4 separate regions of the Sus scrofa genome follow, and all the other regions are linked to region 3. A link is a contact called in public HiChIP or PLAC-seq data. All regions are on one chromosome and are shown on one strand. The core of a region is the stretch at or near the end of the contact, and the rest is flanking DNA. Distances in the headings are between cores, read along the strand shown. Region 1 holds the start of PRPF6 (pre-mRNA-processing factor 6). Region 2 holds the start of ARFRP1 (ADP-ribosylation factor-related protein 1). Region 3 holds the start of TPD52L2 (tumor protein D54). Region 4 holds the start of RTEL1 (regulator of telomere elongation helicase 1).

Region 1 (4,644 bases), core at 655-3,154, 82 kb after region 3:
GATTCCCAAGGCCTGACTGCCCGCCCCCACCCCACCCCCGCCCCGGCACAGGACAAAGACACCCGAGACCCTGTTCGACCAGGGCGCGCCCCCCACTCCGAGTGCGGCTGCCATTCGGAGTCCGCCAGGACCCGCCCCTGTCCCTCTCGGTCCTCGAGCCCCCAGACCCCGATACTCCCGCGCCCCGGTCCAGCCCGCTCACCGTCCACATCCCGGCGCTCCCCGAAGCCGGCGCGCACAGCCCCGGAGCGGCCTCGCGGGGGGCTCAGCTTGGTCCTCAGCTCCGTGAACATGGGGCCCGCGGGTCCCCCGCCTGTGCACACGCCCCTCGCCGGGCGCAGGGCGGCCCGTGTGGCCGGCGGGGAACGCGCGCCGCCGCCCCGCCCCAACCGGCCCCGCGCCCGAGCCGGTCCCCGCGCCCGGCGAGTCTGCGCGGCGAGGCACCTGCCGCTGAGCCCTGAGAGCCGGGCGCGCTCCGGGAACTCGGAGGTGTGTCGGCGGCGCGCGGATCTGCGTATGCGAACGGTGCCTGCCAGGGCACGGGCCGGCAGTGCGCACCTGGGCGTGCAAGGACAAGGGACTCTGTGCACCGGCAGGAGATCCAGAGGTCTGCAGGAGCATCTGAGTCAGGGACATAAGAGTGCGTGTGTGGAGGGGAGAGGGTAGTGTACCTGCTCCGGGGAGCTTCTGTCCACTGGGGGCCAGGTCAAGGGCCAGACCTAACCCATTCTCCTATGTCAGTTTACTTATTCCTTTATTCACGTCATCTCCAGACCTCTCCAGTGGTCTCCCTGTCCAACGGGCACTCGTTTCCCCAGAGAAGTCAGTTCGACCCTTTCTTATTCCCCACAACACCGCAAACTTCTGGAGGACAGCAGGGTCTCTCCCCTCCCCTCTGGAGACCCAGAATCTGACTCAGCGTCCAGGGCGTGGTGCTGAAAGGGATTCGGCTGGGGGCAAGGAGGAGGGAGAAACTCTGAGAAGGCTGCAGCAGGCAGGAGAGCTATGTTTGCTCCAGGACCCCAGTGAGAAAGGTTAGGGTGGGCTGGGGGCTGCCTGGTCCAGCAGAAGGCTAAACATGTGGCCAGCTTTTTGCTTGCTTTGCCTAGAGCCTGAGGGCTCTCCCCAGGTGAATGTGGGGGCCAGAGGATGTCCCACAGCCACCTCAGCAAACGTGCACATGGACACACAGACATGTATGCCAAGGACGGTCATGCATATTCACCTAAAATATGAGCACAGGTGGCTTGACTTGCACCTGTGCCCACGGACACACGGAATTCACCCACATGCTGTGACCACTCATGCCCGCATACTAACTTGTCCTGGTGCATTTATTTATGCTCATCAATTAGCTCCCTAGGATCTGGGCTCCCACCCTCACCAGAAGCACCTGAATGTTCAGGGTATGGTGGGGGTGGGGGCCTGTACAGGTACCGGCGCTGCCGGATCGGGTCCAGAAATCTGAGCGCGGAGAGCCAGGGAAGCAGTCTGCACCCGGGGACACGCGATCACAACACATACACTCCGCATAAGCTCTACACAACTGGCTGGGTGTGCAGCCCCCGGAGCTGTGTTAGGCCCTGCCCCGGGGCCAGGGCGACTGGGCGGGGGGCAGGGAGGGCGGATCCGGGAGGCGGGGGACCCATAGGTCCTGCCCATACAGGCAGGTATCGGAAATGCATCGAGTACACGCAGTTAGCAGGGCCGCCCCGGCTCAAGGTTTGAGGTTCCCCCGTGTGCAGACTGCTAATCGAGGGCTAATCGAGGGTGACACCGCCCGCCCGCCCGCAGCTACACGAGCAGGCGCCCCCCGCGCATGCGCCTATCGCGTCTCGGTCTCGGAGTCAAGGAGCCGCCGGAAGCGGGCGGAAGTCGCCTTTAGGGAACTTCCGGTCGGGGCCGCCGAGGTGGGCGGGGATCTGTCGGTTCGCGCGCTCTGCTTCCGGGGCGCGGGTGACGCGGGCGCGCGAGCTCTTCCTGCGGCGGCGCTTCGGTCGTCTGTCGTCTTTGGCCTCCGGCCGCAGCCTCCGTCCTTTCCCTTCCCGGCCGTCGGCGTCACAGCCGCGATGAACAAGAAGAAGAAGCCGTTCTTGGGCATGCCCGCTCCGCTCGGCTACGTGCCCGGGCTGGGCCGGGGGTGAGGCCTGGGGCGGGCCGCGCGCTGGGGTGGAGCCCCGGGCGGGACCGTGGTCGCGTCGCGACTGCCCACACGTCTCAGTGAGGCGGCGGGTCGGGGCGGGGAGGACGAGAGCAGCGGTGGCGCAGGGTTGGCCAGGTCTTTGTGGGAAGAACGGCGTCCTGGGTTCGGACAGACCCGAGCGAGGCTGCCTCCCCAGGAGACGGGACACCGGGGCGCTCTGAGCCCGGTGTTTGTGCTGAGAGGCGGGTGGTAACGCCGTCTTGCGAGTGTGCAGTGCTTGTAGTTGAGCACCGTGGCTACTACCCCCCAGGCCAGGCATCGCCCCCCCCCAACCCCTGCCTTGAACGGGACTGATTCCCCCACCGTCCGGCCGGGGTCCTCTGTGTGCTCGCTCAGGGTTGCTCGTTCTTCCGCTGCGGTGTCGGTGGTCACAGTACTGCCTGTTCAGAGTCAGCTCTCCGCGGGCAGGGGTGGCATCTGTGAGGCTTGTGACTGGGTCCCCTAGATCAGATGACGGCCGTTTATTGCTGAGGAATTGAGCAGTTATTATCTTCTTTTGTGGTTTGATGACTGTCTTCAGTGTTGTTTTTGGGTTGCTTTTTCTTATTTCTGTGTGTATCTCTTGTAGATTTTTGGTTTGCAGTTACCGTGAAGTTTTGATATAGGAGTCTTTGTATACACAGGGTTGTTGTAAGCTGTTGGTCTCTTCATTGCCAGTGCATCCCCAGCATCCTGCCTTTGTACCCTCCTCTGCTCCCGATTTCTGGGTTTGGTGGCCTGTTTGTGTGTGGCTGACCTTCTCCCTTTCTCACGTGTTTGTCTTTGCCGGTGAGCCCCGTCACTCGTCATAGTTTTGTTTCTGGTTATGGTCTCCTTCTACCTAGAGAGGTTCCTTTAGTATTCGTTGTAAAGCTGGTTTAGTGGTGCTGAATTCTCTTAGCTTTTGCTTGCCTGTAAAGCTTTCGTTTCCTCCTTCAAATCTGAATGAGAGCCTTGCTGCGTAGAGGCTGCGGTCGGAGCTGTGTTGAAGCTAGGGAAGCTCCATGCAGGGGGGTAGCTTGCTTCCTAACGAGATGGGATGGGAGTCATGGTCTCAGGAGCATGGGTTCTGGGGGGAGACCCTGTAGAGCTTGGAGGCGGGTGGGAGGGAGAGGGAGGCCGAGCCAATGCCATGGTGCCTGGGACGGCACTGCCACCACCCGCTGAAACAGCCCAGAGCTGCCGCTGCAGGGCCGGTGCGGAAGGGGAGCTCTGCCTGGGCCGAGCTGCGTTGGAAGGCCCGGGTGGAGTGGGAGAGGGAGATGCCTAGCAGGTGTTGGGAATGGGAGGCTGGTGCCCTGGCGAAGCCCTCTCCCGGAGAACGGGGGTGGCAGGAGAGAGCCTTGGTAGCCTCCTCAGCTTCCTGTCCTGAAGCGGACGGACGGCGACGTTGGAGAGCACGGCTGTGTGGGGTTCCCTGCACACACGGCACTGTGGGGAGTTCACGGGATCTTTGGAGGTTTCCCAGAGCAGTTGGAAAAGTAGGTGTCATCAGGTGACGCCTGTGGAGGGAAAAGCACAGAAACAAGGCCACTCAGATAAGTGGGCGTCTTGGGGTCTCCTGCAGTGCCACTGGCTTCACCACCCGGTCAGACATTGGGCCTGCCCGGGATGCCAATGATCCCGTGGATGACCGCCACGCGCCCCCGGGCAAGAGGACCGTCGGGGACCAGATGAAGAAGAGCCAGGCCGCAGATGACGACGATGAGGATCTGAATGACACCAACTATGATGAGGTGACTGGGGCTCCCTGGCCAGTGTCCAGAAGGGCCGCCCAGCTTCAGCAGTGTGCTCTTGGCATCTGTGATGAGTGGCTTGGGGTGGCGGGTGCTCTTATGTCAGCTACTCGTGGGATAGTGCCAGCAGTGAGGGGCATGTGAAAAATGCAAACAACTGTGCACTTGATGCCTTTGCAAGTGTTAGAGTTGTTACACTGGCGTGTTGTCTTGGCTGGTCTCTTTTCTTTTTCTTTTTTTTGTCTCTTCTGTCCTTTTTAGGGCCACACCCACGGCATATGGAGGTTCCCAGGCTAGGCTTCGAATTGGAGCTGTAGCCGCCGGCCTACACCACAGCCACAGCAATGCCAGGTCCGAGCCGAGTCTGTGACCTATACCACAGCCCGCAGCAACGCCAGATCCTTAACCCACTGAGCAAGGCCAGGGATCGAACCCGCAACCTCATGGTTCCTAGTCAGATTCGTTTCCGCTGCGCCACGATGGGAACTCCTCTTTTTTTTTTTTTTAATGGCCCACTGCATATGGAAGTTTCTGGGCCAGAGATTGAATCCGAGCCGGCTGCAGCTCTTTTAACTCACTGTGTGGGGCAGGGGATCAAACATGCACTTGTTCAAAACCCGAGCAGCTGCAGTGAGAGGATTCTTAACTCACTGTGCCACAGTGGGGACTCCTTGGCTGATCTTTAATGATGAAAATTTTAAGTGGAATTGGTGGTAATCCTTGCTT
Region 2 (4,033 bases), core at 171-2,670, 91 kb before region 3:
TCCTCTGTTTCGTCCTGTGGTGAGTAGCCATAACATCGCTAAGCCTGGAACCCAGCATGTCCCTGTTCTTGGGACAGCGCCCTGGGCACTGGGACAGCACAGGGCGGCTCAGGAGCCAAGCTGCTGACCGCAAGGAGAGAAGGTGAGCCCAGGAAAGGCAGGGAGAGACCAAGGTGGCCCGGGAGGGACGGTGCGAGAGGCAGGCCGGGAGCCTGTGTGGCCACCCCCCTCTTACCTTGTCCCACAAAGACTGCAGCTCTTCCTGCCCCCCTAGGTCCCAGAACATGAGGCGAGCCTTGCCCACGTCCACTGTGCCGACTGGGCGAGAAGAAAACAGGAGAGGCTGTGGCCTTGGTCCCTGACACCCCACCTCCCAGCCCTCCTGGGGAGGGGCTCTCTGGTGCTCTGCCTGCCTGCAGGCCTGTGGCCATCACAGCACCCTCAGGGGTCTGCCCGCCAAGCCCGCAGCCCTCAAGAAACCCCCTTACTGTTTAGACCCACGGTGGTGGTGATTTTGGACAGACTCATCCCCTTGTAGTTCTTGTTGAAGCGGGTTTTTGACTGCTCCAAGAAGGTCTGCGGGGAGAGGGAGAGAGAGGCAGGAGAGAGGAGCTGGAATGGTTTTCCGGCCTGTTTCTCAAGTTTCCCTCCTTGGGCCTATTCCTTTAAGACAAAGCAAAACAGCACACCGTTTTGCTATCAAGGCAGCCGGTGCCAGCCGTCCCCCGGTCTTAGAGGGGGCTGGGATCTTTGGACAACACGCAGCTAAATGCGTGATACCAAAAGTACCACGTTCGGGGCGGGGGGCGCGGGGCGCTGACGGCACGTACCGTTTTCCCGGCATTGTCCAGACCCAGGATCAGGATGCAGTACTCGTCCTTTTGAAACATGTACTTATACAGGCCGGACAGCAGCGTGTACATCCTGCGCGGAGACCAGCGATCGGTCACCGGCGATCCGACCCGCACCCCGCCTCCCCGAGCGGCAGAAGGGTCTGTCGGCCTGCTGTCCGCTCAGACCTGGAGCCCCGGGCCCTGCCGACCCGCCTCCTCTCTGCCCGGCACTGCCGCCGGCGCCTCCGCAGCTGCTCCCGACCCGGCCGGCGCTGCCGGCACCCTCGCTCCCACGTCCGGCCTCCCTCCGGGCTTCGCTCCGCCCAGGTCTCCTCGACGGCCCTGGGCCAAGACGGCCGCAGGCGCCCCTCAGAGGAGGGCGCGTGGGGGCGGGCGGCGGCCCCGAGTGGCCGTGCGGCTCCGCCCGCCCGCCCCGGCCTACCTGCGCCCGCCCGCCCGCTCGCCCGGGCCGCGAAGCCGGGGAGACGCCGGAGTGGGGGAGCCGCCAGGGCACCGGAGCTGCGGCGCCTGACCCTCCGACCCCGCGCCGACCCCGCGGTGACCCCGCGCGACGCCCGACGGGACGCGGGCCGGCCACTCGGGGAGGGGCGGAACCGTCCCGGCGGCCCCCGCGCCAAGCACTTCCGGCGGTGGCGGCGCGAGGGCGGAAGTGCCTGTCGGCTGCGAGGGCGGAAGCGGGGCGCGGGGCCGCTGGGGCCGCCGAGGCCGCCGGGCCGTCTGTGGCGGCGGCCGGGAGACCGTGCGGAGGAGGGCCCGGCCGGAGCGAGAGGGTCTGGGGCGTGGCGAGGTGACGGGCTGAGCCGGGGCGGGGGTGCGCGGGGCGTGGGCCGGGGCACCCGGCTGAGGCGCGGAGACCTCGGAAGAGCCTACGGCAGCGCCCCGGGGCGCCTGAGAAGGGAGCTGCGGCTGTGGGGCCAAGGCCGAGAGCCGGCTCTGGCTCGCCGGATCGGAGCTGGAAACCTCTCTTGGCCCAGACGGGAGGGGGGCAGCTCACGGTTCCGCGGGCTGTCCGCCCAGGGCCAGCCTCGCAGCGGTGGCCCGTCCCAGGCTCATTTGGCTTCTCTTCCCCGCAGCTGTGGCCCCCACGCCTCCCCTGGGAGGACCCAGAACACCCACCCCAACCCCGCGGCCTGGCCGAACAACCAGCCCCTCCTGGCAGGATGGACGAGGAGAGCCTGCAGGCCGCCCTCCGGACTTATGACGCGCAGTTGCGGCAGGTGGAACTGGCCCTGGGCGCCGGCCTGGATCCCTCGGAGCTGGCGGACCTGCGCCAGCTGCAGGGGGACCTGAAGGAGCTGATCGAGCTCACAGAGGCCAGCCTGGTGTCCGTCAGGAAGAGCAAGCTGCTGGCCACGCTGGACGGAGAGCACCCAGCCCCGGAAGATGCGGAGTACGTGGCTTTCCAGAAGGCCATCGCCGAGGTGGTGGAGGTGCCAGCAGCGCCCCGGGCCGAATTGGAGACTGTTCCTAAGGACGAGGCAGGGCCAGACCCCTCGGAGCCTGGAGAGGAGGAAGAGGGGGAGGACGAGGAAGACGCGGCCGAGCTGAGTGGGAGGAAGGTGAACGCCCCCTACTACAGCCCGTGGGGCACCCTGGAGTATCACAACGCCATGATCGTGGGCACAGAGCAGGCGGAGGACGGCGCCCCGGGCGTGAGAGTGCTCTATCTGTATCCCACTCACAAGTCCCTGAAGCCCTGCCCCTTCTTCCTGGAGGGGAAGTGCCGTTTCCAGGAGAACTGCAGGTAAAGCCTTGCCTCCCCCTGCGGCCTCTGGGGTTGCGGCCTCTGGGGTGGGGGGCTTGCGCTCAGGGTTGGGGTTGGCCCGCTGTGTTTTGGAGTTTTGTCCTTCGTCGCCCAGCAGGGTGCTGAGAAGAAGAGCTCTTTGGGGGCCAGGGGGTTCTTGCAGCAGATGCTCTCCTCCAGCTGTTTGCTCGGATTTTCGGGGTACATCAGGAGGTGCGGATGATGAAAAGAATGGGGCCCCCCCCCCCCCCCCCCCCGGCACTAGTTTTTATTCTTCAAAGGGAGACTTCTGAAGATTGTTTATGTTATGGGAATTGTCAAGCATCCAGGACATTGAAGGAGGTAGAACAACCGTCCACCCCCCCACTTCTGGGGTTTTGTGGACTGTCAGTATTTTGCCAATCTTGTTTCACCTGTTCCTAGACTTTTAAAGCAGATTGTAGAGGAGTTCCGTCGTGGCGCAGTGGTTAACGAATCCGACTAGGAAGCATGAGGCTGCAGGTTCGATCCCTGGCCTTGCTCACTGGGTTTAGGATCTGGCGTTGCCGTGAGCTGTGGTGTAGGTCACAGACGCGCCTCGGATCCCCCGTTGCTGTGGCTCTGGCGTAGGCTGGTGGCTACAGCTCCGATTCGACCCCTAGCCTGGGAACCTCCATATGCTGCGGGGAGCGGCCCTAGAAAAGGCAAAAAGACAAAAAAAAAAAAAAAAAAAAAAAAGCAAATTGTGGAACTTACCGGGGTTTTCATGTCCGTGTTCTTCAGGATGCACTCATCTCACTGCTGAAGGCCTTCTAAGGACGTAAGAAAGTGTCATTGTCACGCCTACCAAGCTTAAGACAATAACGTTTTCACACCCCAGTCTCCTCAGTCGCTGTGGCTATGTTGTCGTTTCTTTAAGCGTGAAACTTTTAACCTGACGCTTCACTTCATCCTTGCAAAGGAGTCACGGAGATGGCTACAAGGCAATTTCCTCTTGTGGCCGAGAGTCCCGCGTGACTCTCTCTAGTCGTTCGGTTCTCTTATGTCTTCGTGGCTTCCTTCTGGGCCCAGAGGCATTCGGCACGCTTCCCCCTTTTCCTTTGTCCTCGAAGCCCTGTGAACGTGGACTGGACGTAAAGAAAAGGGCACAAATCGTAAGCCTCCCTGAGCCCTGCACATGCGTGTCCCCAGCAGACAGGGCAGGGGGCAGAGGAGTAAGCGCCCGCATCTTGTCTGCCCCTGGTCCCTCGGGAGGGTCTGCGCGTCCACGTGCTGCTCCCTCTGGGCAGGCGCTGTTTCACACACAGCACCTCGCCTGGCACAGATGCCGTGGGTCCCGTGGCCTCGGTGGTCGCTTGGCCTCACAGGAGCGGCCTGCGGTGTCAGCTCTAGGCTCGTCCCACGCAGCCTGCAGGCGCCACCGCCTCCACCGGGTCTGCATTTGCTTTGCATTTCT
Region 3 (4,221 bases), core at 74-2,573:
ACTCCTAACTTCTATAGGATGGGGTTCACCCTGGAACCAGGCTTGGTAAGCAGCATGTCCATATGGGGTTACAGACACACCTGCACTGAGCACTCATTGCTTTGTTCCTGGCTCAGGGAGGCAAGAGAGAATGAGAGACGAGCCTCTGCTCACTGCCATTGTAAGGCATTCACTTCCTCACCATTTGCCCTGAATTGTATGAAGCAGGGACTGCTGGCTGTCCCCAACCCCTGGAGATGGGCCGGCCAGGCTGGGTTGAGCTAGAAACCCTGGAAAAGCTGAAAGAAGGCAGGTGGGTCAGACAAATAATTGAGCAAGACCTGGCCTTGATGCACCTGGGCCAGAGCGAGCAGAGGCAGGTACCTCAGGTACCAGGAAGTACCTCTGAGGAGAAGGCAAGCTTTGAGCTGAGTAAGAGGAATCAGCCAGGTGGAGGAAGGAATTGGCTTCCTTCCTAGGGATCAGTACATGCAGAGGGGCTTGGCTGGAAGAGTGTGCGCTGTCCAGAAGGGTCCCATTCTCAAGGGTTTGAATACCATTAAAAGATTCGTTTGCAGAGGCCATAAGTAGCCAGAGAAGGGTAGTCGTGGAACTTGTTTTAGCAGGACTAGGTTGTGTAACAGGTACACACCTCTCCTTTGAGAAGTGTGGCAAACTCTTTTCCGGCCTGCTGCAAGCAATTCAACTAGCTGAGGGATGGGCAAGTAACTCCGGCCATAGTGTCCTCATCCGTAAAGTGGAAAGGGCCTCGCCCCGCTCACCAGGTGGCTGTGAAAAGGGAATGAGAGAACAAAGGCGTGCCCGCGGCAATAGGGCGCCTCCAGCCAGGAGAGCGCAGCGGCGCCTGTGGGGCAAGAGGACAACTCATGATTACGCCTTTTTCTGCGCAATCCCCATACAATAAAAAAATCCCCACAAAAAGGACGGACAGAGAAAAAGACGGAACCCCAAAGTCAGAGGGTCGGGCCTCGGAGGGATCTCAATCGGCCCGAGTCCGGCTTGCCAGGGTACGTGAGCCGTGGCGCTCGTAGGCAGCAGCGGCAAACACCCTCGAGACCTCCGAAAGGCCTTTCTCCGGGCTCCCGTGGCGCCACGTTGCACGGTCTTCCCGACTCCCACCTTCCCCGTGCGCCTCAAGACCATTCTACCTGGGCGTCCCGCTGGTGGAGCCGGCCTCACGTCCCGGCTCCGTCTGCAGCGTCGGCCAATCAGGTTGAAGCGGGTGAACAGGGACTGAGCCAAACAACGTCCTCATTGGGCACCGCTTGTGGAGGCGGGACGAGGGCGGAGCGCCCGAAAGCGGAAGTGGGTCGTCGCGCCGCTGATTACGTAATGCCGCCGCGGCGGAGGCGGTCCTGCTGGCTGCTGTGTACGCGGCGAGCGACACCTGGTGCGGCCAGCTCGGCTCCTGCGACGCCCGCGTCCGCGGCCTCGACACTAGCTGCGGCCCGGCCGCCGCTTGAACATGGACTCCGCCGGCCAAGGTACTCGCGGGCCTGGCGCCCCCGCCGCCGATGGGCCCGGTGTGGCGTGGCAGGCTCTGGTCCCCTCCTCCCGCGCTCGCTCACCCGCGGCTCCTCCTGAGCTCCAGGCGCCCGGCCTCGAAGCTCCAGGCGGGCCTTCCGCCCCCGACAGGGACCGCTCCGAACACTGTTTTCCCGGCGCCCTCCCCTCGCCCCAGAGTGTTGGGTTTCCTCACTCCAGGCACCTATCGCCATGCCCCCGCCCTGCCTTGCCCGGCGGGCCGCCCTCAGTCCCTGCGCAGGGCCCTCGGGGACACTTCATCCGGCCCTGGAGCCGGGCCGAGGTGTCGTGGGCGGCTCCTGGAGAGGGGAAGGGAAGGGAGGCCGTCCTCGGGTTCGGCGTAGCGCCCCTTGGGTGGCAACGCTGCGCGGAGCCCAGCCTACCTCGGGGTTGTCTCAAGCGGGGAAGGGTGCAGTGAGTCAGGGGCACACCCAGCATACCAGGCCTGTTTCCGGATCAGACATCCCAGACCAGTTTGAGCTGGCCGCTGGGGGTGTGGAGCGGGCCCAGGAGATAAAAATCTAGCGGAGGTTATAGGAGTCTGTCTTCCATCCATCCTGGGACTCTGGAGAGAGACGCCTGTATCCCGTTGGCATAACTACACTGTGTAATCGTAGGATGCTTTTCTGCTGTTTGGCCTGTATCAGCATGGTAATTAAACATTAACATTCCTGGATTCCGATAGATTCTGTAAGTTTTTAAACTTTTTTTTTTTTTTTTTTTTTTTTTTTTTTTTTGCTTTTTGTCTTTTTGCCTTTTCTAGGGCCGCTCCGTGGCATGTGGAGGTTCCCAGGCCAGGGGTCTAATTGGAGCTGTAACCACCGGCCAGAGCCTGAGCCAGAGCCACAGCAACTCGGGATCCGAGCCTCGTCTGCGACCTACACCACAGTTCACTGCAACGCCTTAACCCACTGAGCAAGGCCAGGGATCGAACCCACAACCTCGTTAACCACTGCGCCACGACGGGAACTCCTCCAGTTTTAGCTTTATAGGCAGAAACTGAGGGCTTTCATTTGTTTTTTTAAAACAGGAAAATTGTAGACATTGTAAGGCATTTCCTGAATTTTAGTAGGTTCAGTATAACAGATACAGATGATGAAATAAAACCATTTAGGTTAAGGAGTTATGTCACAGCACAGTGGAAACGAATCCGACTAGGAACCACGAGGTTGCGTGTTCGATCCCTGGCCTTGCTCGGTGGGTTAAGGATCCGGCATTGCCATGAGCTGTGGTATAGGTTGCCGGACGTGGTTCAGATCTCATGTTGCTTTGGCTGTGGTGTAGACCAGCAGCTGTAGCTCCCTTTGGACCCCTAGACTGGGAACCTCCATATGCCGCAAGTGCAGCCCTAAAGAGCAAAGAAAAATAAAAAAATTAGGTTGATCTCAGTTAAAAGTCAGAAGCTGGGAGTTCCCATTGTGGCTCAGCAGGTTAAGAATCTGACTAGTATTCATGAAGGGGCAGGTTTGATCCCTGGCCTCACTCAGTGGATTAAGGATCCAACATTGCTGAAGCTGCCGCTTGGATCTGGCATTGCTGTGTCTGTAGTGTAGGTTGGTGGCTGTGGCTCTGATTCAACCCCTAGCCTGGGAGCTTCCATATGCCACCCTAAAAAGAAAAAAAAAAAATCAGAATCAGTTGATTACAAAAATAAAAAGGTATTCCCACTATGGCACAGCGTGTTAGCAGTCCAGCACTGTCTCTGAAGTGGTTCAGGTCACTGCTGAGGTGCAGGTTTAATCTCCAGCCCAGCGTAGTGGGTTAAAGATCTGGTGTGGCTGCAGCTGTGGGCATATGTTGCAGCTACAGCTTGGGTTCAGTCCCACCCCGGGAACTTCATATGCCTTGAGCGCTGCTGGGAAAAGGGGGTGGGGTGGGGAAAGCAGCCTGTTTCCTGGAGTGAACGTCTGTAGTGCACCACGGAAGAGCAGGGGGCCACGGGAAAGGAGTGACACAGCCAACTGGGGTTTCAAGTGCAACCTACCTATTTTTAGCAGACTCTAAGATTTCTAGGGTACCAAAGATCCTCCCATCAAAGGCGCTTCTGCTTCTTCCCAGCCTTATGCCTTTTGTTTTTTAATTCTTTTATTTTTGCGGTATATGGAAATTCCTGGGCCAGGGGTCAAATCAGAGCTGTTAGCTGCCGGCCTACACCACCGCCACAGCAACACCGGATCCTTAATCCACTGAGGAAGGCCAGGGATTGAACCTGTGCTCTCACAGAGACAGAGTCAGATTCTTAATTCACGGAGCTACAACGGGAACTCCTGTGCCTTTTGTTTTAATTTACTGTGCAACGTGCCAGACACCACACGGAGCCCGTTTCTTCACAGGATGTGCTGATGAAAGGGAAGCTGTTTTCAGTGCTGACAGTGTTTAAAGCTCAAAACAAAGGTCGTGCATTTGGACTTGCGAAGAACCGTGGTGGACCCATTTTTCATCGTCTGACGTCTTGTCAGCTTCTAACATAGACAGAAAGATGCTTTTTTCGTGGAAAAAAAAACCCGACCGCAGGCACTGGACTGTGGCCAGGAGGACCAGGGCGTGGGGAGGCCGTTGTCTCTGCACCTCGCTGGTGCCGCAGCCTCCTGGCCGCGGGGGGGGCGGGGGGGGCACTGAGGGGATTTCGCTGAGCTGACCGCCTGCTGGGGCTGGACAGGGGGCTGGGCGACTGCCTACGTGCAGCCCTAGCCTGTG
Region 4 (4,608 bases), core at 80-2,579, 120 kb before region 3:
TTCTTCTGGGTGCTTTTTTGGGACATGCTGGGGTTGTCTAGATAAACCCCACACGGAACTGCGTTGGGGGAGTTCCCATAGTGGTGCCGTGGAAACAAATGCAATCTGAATCCAACTAGTATCCATGAGGACGTGGGGTCCTTCCCTGGCCTCGAGGTGAACTGTGGTGGGGGTCACAGATGCAGCTCAGATCTGGTGTAGCTGTGGCGTAGCCCGGCAGCTGCAGCTTGGATTGGACCCCTCACTTGGGAACTTACATGTGCTGCAGGTGCAGCCCTAAAAAGCAAAGCAAAACCCCCCCCCCAAAAAAAATGTGTGGAGCCCTGGAACCTCCTTGTTGACTGCCACGTTGTGCTAGGTGCTGGGGGTTCAGAGGGTCCGCCCTGAGCAATGGGAAACATTGGCTGTGAAAGCCGCTGTGCCCAGAGGACAGTAGGGAGAGGAGTCATGAGTCAGGGCCTCACAGGGTCATGAGCAAGGGGCAGCCATTTGCGAAATTTAAGTGGTGGTCAGCTCATACTCGAGTATTTTATTTTATTTATTTATTCGTTTGTTTATTTTATTTATTTTTTAATTTTATTTTATATTTTATTTTATTTTATGGCCATGGAGGTTCCCAGGCTAGGGGTCAAATGGGAGCTGCTGTGTGCCTACACCACAGCTCATGGCAATGCAGCATCCTTAACACACCCGAGCGAGGCCAGGGATTGAACCTGCATCCTCATGGACACTAGCTGAATTCATTTCTCCTGCGCCACAGTTCCCAGATTCAAGTCTTAAAAAGATCTCTGGTTATTTCGAGAAAAGGGGGGCGGGGGGGACACAGAAAAACAGTTACATGGCTTGTGCGGTCGTCTGGGTAGTTATTCGAGGGGGCTTGGCCCAGGGAACGGAGGCACGGGTGACACCGAGAGAGGAGAGGACAGAGCCCCAGGTTGCTGCCGGAGGGTGAGGAGGTGCAGGTCCCCGCACTCGGGGTCCACAGACGAGGCGGGTGGGGCCTGGAGCGCAGCGCGCTGGAAGCCGGCGGACCTTCCAGCAGGGGAGCGGTTTCCGCCCGGAGGACCGCGCGGCGGACCGGAATTGGGGGCGGAAGTTTGGTGCTTCTAGGACCACTGCACGCCTCAGCTTGCAAAGTCGGACCGGCTGCGGGTCGAAGACGAGGTCTTGGTATGTCGGCCGGACTGGATTAAATTCCTGGGGACCCCAGTGGCGGGAGGCTCCCCGCGGAGACCCTGGCACTGGCACCCGTGTCCGAGTGGCGGCTTCCGCAACTGCAACTCCCGGCATGCCCCGCGCCGCCCTCGGGTCGCGCGCGGGCGATTCTGCCGCGCTGCATTGTGGGGCGCGTAGTGCCTGGCTCTGCGCTGGCGGAGTGGGCCAGCCCCGCGGGAGAGGCCGTGGCCAAGTGCTTAGGGACGCGGGCTCATAGTCCCAGTGTCCAAGCAATACTCGGCCTAGGGACGTGGAGTGGCTTGTGGGGCGTCCCAGGTCAGAGCAGCTCGTGTGCTCTCTCGCTGCACCCGGGGCCCATCTGGGAGGGTTGGGGCGTGGCCTCGGGCCGGCTGGGCGAACAAAAGGCTGGGAGACTCGGGCGGGAGATTCGTACCCGCCTGGGCCCGGGAGGGACGCTGCTAGAACTGGCCCCTCCATCGCTGGTGGAGGTAAAGGCAGCGTTCTTGCAGGTGAAGCTGCACCTGGCCCTGGGTCCTGCCGCCTGTCCTGGAGCGGGTGGGGCGGGAGATCACGGCAGGGCTGACACCTCTCCGGGCTCCGCGTGGTAGGATGTCAGAGGCTCCCCTTCAGGCCTTTCCGTGGCAGGCGCTGCCGGGAGCACCTGGCTCCGGAAAGGCTCTCCCTAAATGGTCTTGCTGTTATTCCAGCTCTGCCACAGAGGCTTCCGTGGAGAAAAGCATCGTATCCCAGCACCGCAGGCTGTCATCGCTCACAGGGGCTGGCTGAGACCTTGAGATGCGCAGAGTGGGCTTTGCCTCACAGACCCACACAGCCTGCGTTTCAGCCAGCCTGTGTGCCCTCTGAGAATAGGCCGTCATGCCCAAGATAACCCTGAGCGGGGTGACCGTGGATTTCCCTTTCCAGCCGTACAGATGCCAAGAGGAGTACATGAGCAAGGTCTTGGAGTGTCTCCAGAAGGTGAGGCTGCACACTCGGCCTTGTACCTGGGGATGGGTCGTCCTACTTTGGCCAGGTCCTCCTGGTGAAGGTGCCCTCTGGACATGACACTCAGCCAGAAACAGGGCCTGCGTTTTAGGTGCGGTAGGAGACATACTAAACAAGTAACAAAGATAATTCTTGATGGTGATGCGTGCTGTGAAGTCAAGACCTGAGGGCACCCCGGGGGCCTCTCGGAGGATGCCCAGGCCATTTGAGGATCTGGAGGGAGTGTGCCCACAGAGGAATGCCCATCCCTCATTTGGGGAGGTCTTTAGACCTCAGGGGTGTGTAGGAAGGCGGAGGGGGTGCAGGTGGTTTTCTGCGCGGTTCCGGGCCTGCCCACGTCGAGGAGCCCTGTGTCCATGCCTCCAGTAGCTGGGAGGGCCGATGAGCCTTCGTATCTGCCCGGGTTCCCCACTCAGGCTCCCGCCTCCTGTTTGGGTAGCGCAGATGCCGGGATCCCACAGGATCAGGCTCGTGTTCTGAGACTTGACACCTATTTCGTCATCTTCCTACTCATATTCAGCTGAAAAGTCCTGTGGTCCCTCGGGTGATGCTCTGCAAAGTGTTTGCTGACGAGGGGCTGCCTTAACCTACAGCTTTTGGTTTGAGCGGCAGCCTCCTGTGACTCGGATACCCCCTGCTGGGTGGGTGGGGGTGGCGGGGCTCCGCCTGCTGTGGCGCCTCCGTGACCCTGTTCCTGACCCCATTCAGAAAGTGAACGGCGTCCTGGAGAGCCCCACCGGCACTGGGAAGACCCTGTGCCTTCTCTGCACCACGCTGGCCTGGCGGGAGCATCTCCGAGATGCCGTCTCCGCCCGCAGGATTGCCGAGCGGGTGCGTGGGGAGCTCTTTCTGGATCGCCCCCTGTCGTCCTGGGGGAACGTCGCCTCGGAAGGAGACGTCCCAGGTGATGGCTCTTTCCTGGCCCCTGTGGGCACATAGGGGAGGCCAGGGGGTGGTCGCTGCCGCCCTGGTGCAACCTGGGATCAGGGTCCCACGGCCACGTCGGGACGCTGTGGCCCCGCTGGACTCATTCCTGGTCGCGAGTTTCGGGCGTCTGGTGCTTAGCTGTCACCAGGGTCGGGTTCCCGAGGGAGAGAGAGCACTGTCTCGTGGCCGTGACCTGTCCTGCTTCCTGTGCCGGCAGCATGCCACGCGGACCTCCCGAAGATCATTTATGCCTCCAGGACCCACTCCCAGCTCACGCAGGTCATCAGCGAGCTTCGCAACACCTCCTACCGGTGGGTCCTCCTGGCCTCCGAGTCCTGGGGGTTGGGGGCTGGTTCTGCCCCAGGTCACAGGCGCAGGAGAGGTGGTGTCCCCGCCTGGGGAGGGGGAGCCCCAGAGTCGCCTCTGCCTCCTCGGACGTCCTGGTCCCGCTGCTCACCCTGGACTCTGACTCGAGTGGGCCTGGCCATGGAGGACACCCCTCCCAAGCCCAGGGCACGTTTCTGCCTCTACCACTCCCTCTGGTAGCCCAGCACTCCCAGTGCAGCCTACGTAGCTGCCCTGCTGGAGGACATGGGGCTTCTGCTCCCTAGTTCTTGGGCCCACAGCCCTGTCTTCCTCCAGGCCCAGAGTGTGCGTGCTGGGCTCCCGGGAGCAGCTGTGTATCCACCCCGAAGTGAAGAAGCAGGAGAGTAACCATATGCAGGTGGGCGTGGAGCTGGCACCAGGGCTGGGCAGGGGGGAGTGTGCCCGGCAGGGGGGCTGGCCCGGGGTGCCCCGTGCCCTCTGAAACCTCCAGCCAGGACCGCGTCCTCCCCCAGGTCCACTTGTGCCGCAAGAAGGTGGCGAGTCGCTCCTGTCACTTCTACAACAACGTGGAAGGTGAGAGAGGGCCCACGGCAGCCTCTCCTGGCTGTGGGGGAGCCTCCGCAGGGCGTGGAGGCTGCAGGCCCTTAGGGCTGAGCTTCCTGGCTTCCCAGCCTCCGGTGCCACATGCAGAGGGGCCTGGCTGTTGCCTCCCGACGGCGTTTGGTGTTTGCATGGAAGCGAACGTGCTCCAGGAGCTGATATGTGCTGGCCCCGGCTGCTCACCCCAGGCGCTCCTGGCTGGTCTCCTGGCGCTCTCTACCCACTCATTGAGAGTGTCCGCCCCCCACAAGCTGGCACCTCCTTGCTCTGTTTCAAGCCTCCTTTGCCAGTGACCCGGAGGATGTGAGGGGGGTATCTCCAGCAGATCCCAGGTCAGAGACCCCAAGAGGGGAAGCTTGTGTGTGGGAATAAAGGGAGACGTGCAGAGCTGGGAGCCTGCCAGGCCTGAGTCGGCCTGGGGTTGGCCCTGGGCAAGGCCCCCTCCCCCTGCCCTCCCTCCCCCCGCCTCTCCTCCGCGGCCCCAGCTCTGGCACTGCCTGCTGCAGCGCATGCTGATTGGCTGGCCTGTTGCTGTGGTGCTGCTGAGCGGCTGGCTCTTCTTCCCCTCACCTG

What was found. HiChIP or PLAC-seq counts read pairs in DNA pulled down with a chosen protein or histone mark.
Region 1: a contact with region 3 is called in an H3K27ac HiChIP or PLAC-seq map of alveolar macrophages. The contact joins the promoter of PRPF6 here to the promoter of TPD52L2 in region 3. A contact is called at or near these places in 1 of 5 promoter capture datasets (liver), 4 of 47 Hi-C or Micro-C datasets (blood, heart right ventricle, liver and 1 more) and 1 of 2 datasets of contacts at active chromatin or transcription factors (alveolar macrophages).
Region 2: an H3K27ac HiChIP or PLAC-seq map of alveolar macrophages shows a contact between it and region 3. The contact joins the promoter of ARFRP1 here to the promoter of TPD52L2 in region 3. A contact is called at or near these places in 2 of 5 promoter capture datasets (fetal liver and liver), 5 of 47 Hi-C or Micro-C datasets (blood, embryonic fibroblasts, liver and 1 more) and 2 of 2 datasets of contacts at active chromatin or transcription factors (alveolar macrophages and skeletal muscle).
Region 4: a contact with region 3 is called in an H3K27ac HiChIP or PLAC-seq map of alveolar macrophages. The contact joins the promoter of RTEL1 here to the promoter of TPD52L2 in region 3. A contact is called at or near these places in 4 of 47 Hi-C or Micro-C datasets (embryonic fibroblasts, heart right ventricle, mesenteric adipose tissue and 1 more) and 2 of 2 datasets of contacts at active chromatin or transcription factors (alveolar macrophages and skeletal muscle).

Annotation. Positions count from the first base shown.
Region 1 is chr17:62,813,605-62,818,248 of Sscrofa11.1, forward strand. PRPF6 (pre-mRNA-processing factor 6) reads left to right here and starts at 1,905. Exons shown (of 21, transcript XM_021077613.1): 1 at 1,905-2,140; 2 at 3,750-3,918. The coding sequence starts at 2,070. It overlaps SAMD10 (sterile alpha motif domain-containing protein 10), which reads right to left and starts at 389. Exons shown (of 5, transcript XM_021077668.1): 1 at 203-389. The coding sequence starts at 293.
Region 2 is chr17:62,641,065-62,645,097 of Sscrofa11.1, forward strand. ARFRP1 (ADP-ribosylation factor-related protein 1) reads right to left here and starts at 1,421. Exons shown (of 8, transcript XM_021078377.1): 1 at 1,276-1,421; 2 at 831-924; 3 at 489-576; 4 at 236-318. The coding sequence starts at 923. It overlaps ZGPAT (zinc finger CCCH-type with G patch domain-containing protein), which reads left to right. Exons shown (of 7, transcript XM_021078374.1): 1 at 1-19; 2 at 1,928-2,598. The coding sequence starts at 2,015.
Region 3 is chr17:62,732,242-62,736,462 of Sscrofa11.1, forward strand. TPD52L2 (tumor protein D54) reads left to right here and starts at 1,324. Exons shown (of 8, transcript XM_021077604.1): 1 at 1,324-1,484. The coding sequence starts at 1,466.
Region 4 is chr17:62,610,824-62,615,431 of Sscrofa11.1, forward strand. RTEL1 (regulator of telomere elongation helicase 1) reads left to right here and starts at 1,330. Exons shown (of 38, transcript XM_021078364.1): 1 at 1,330-1,491; 2 at 1,884-2,154; 3 at 2,890-3,085; 4 at 3,326-3,419; 5 at 3,751-3,832; 6 at 3,948-4,008. The coding sequence starts at 2,053.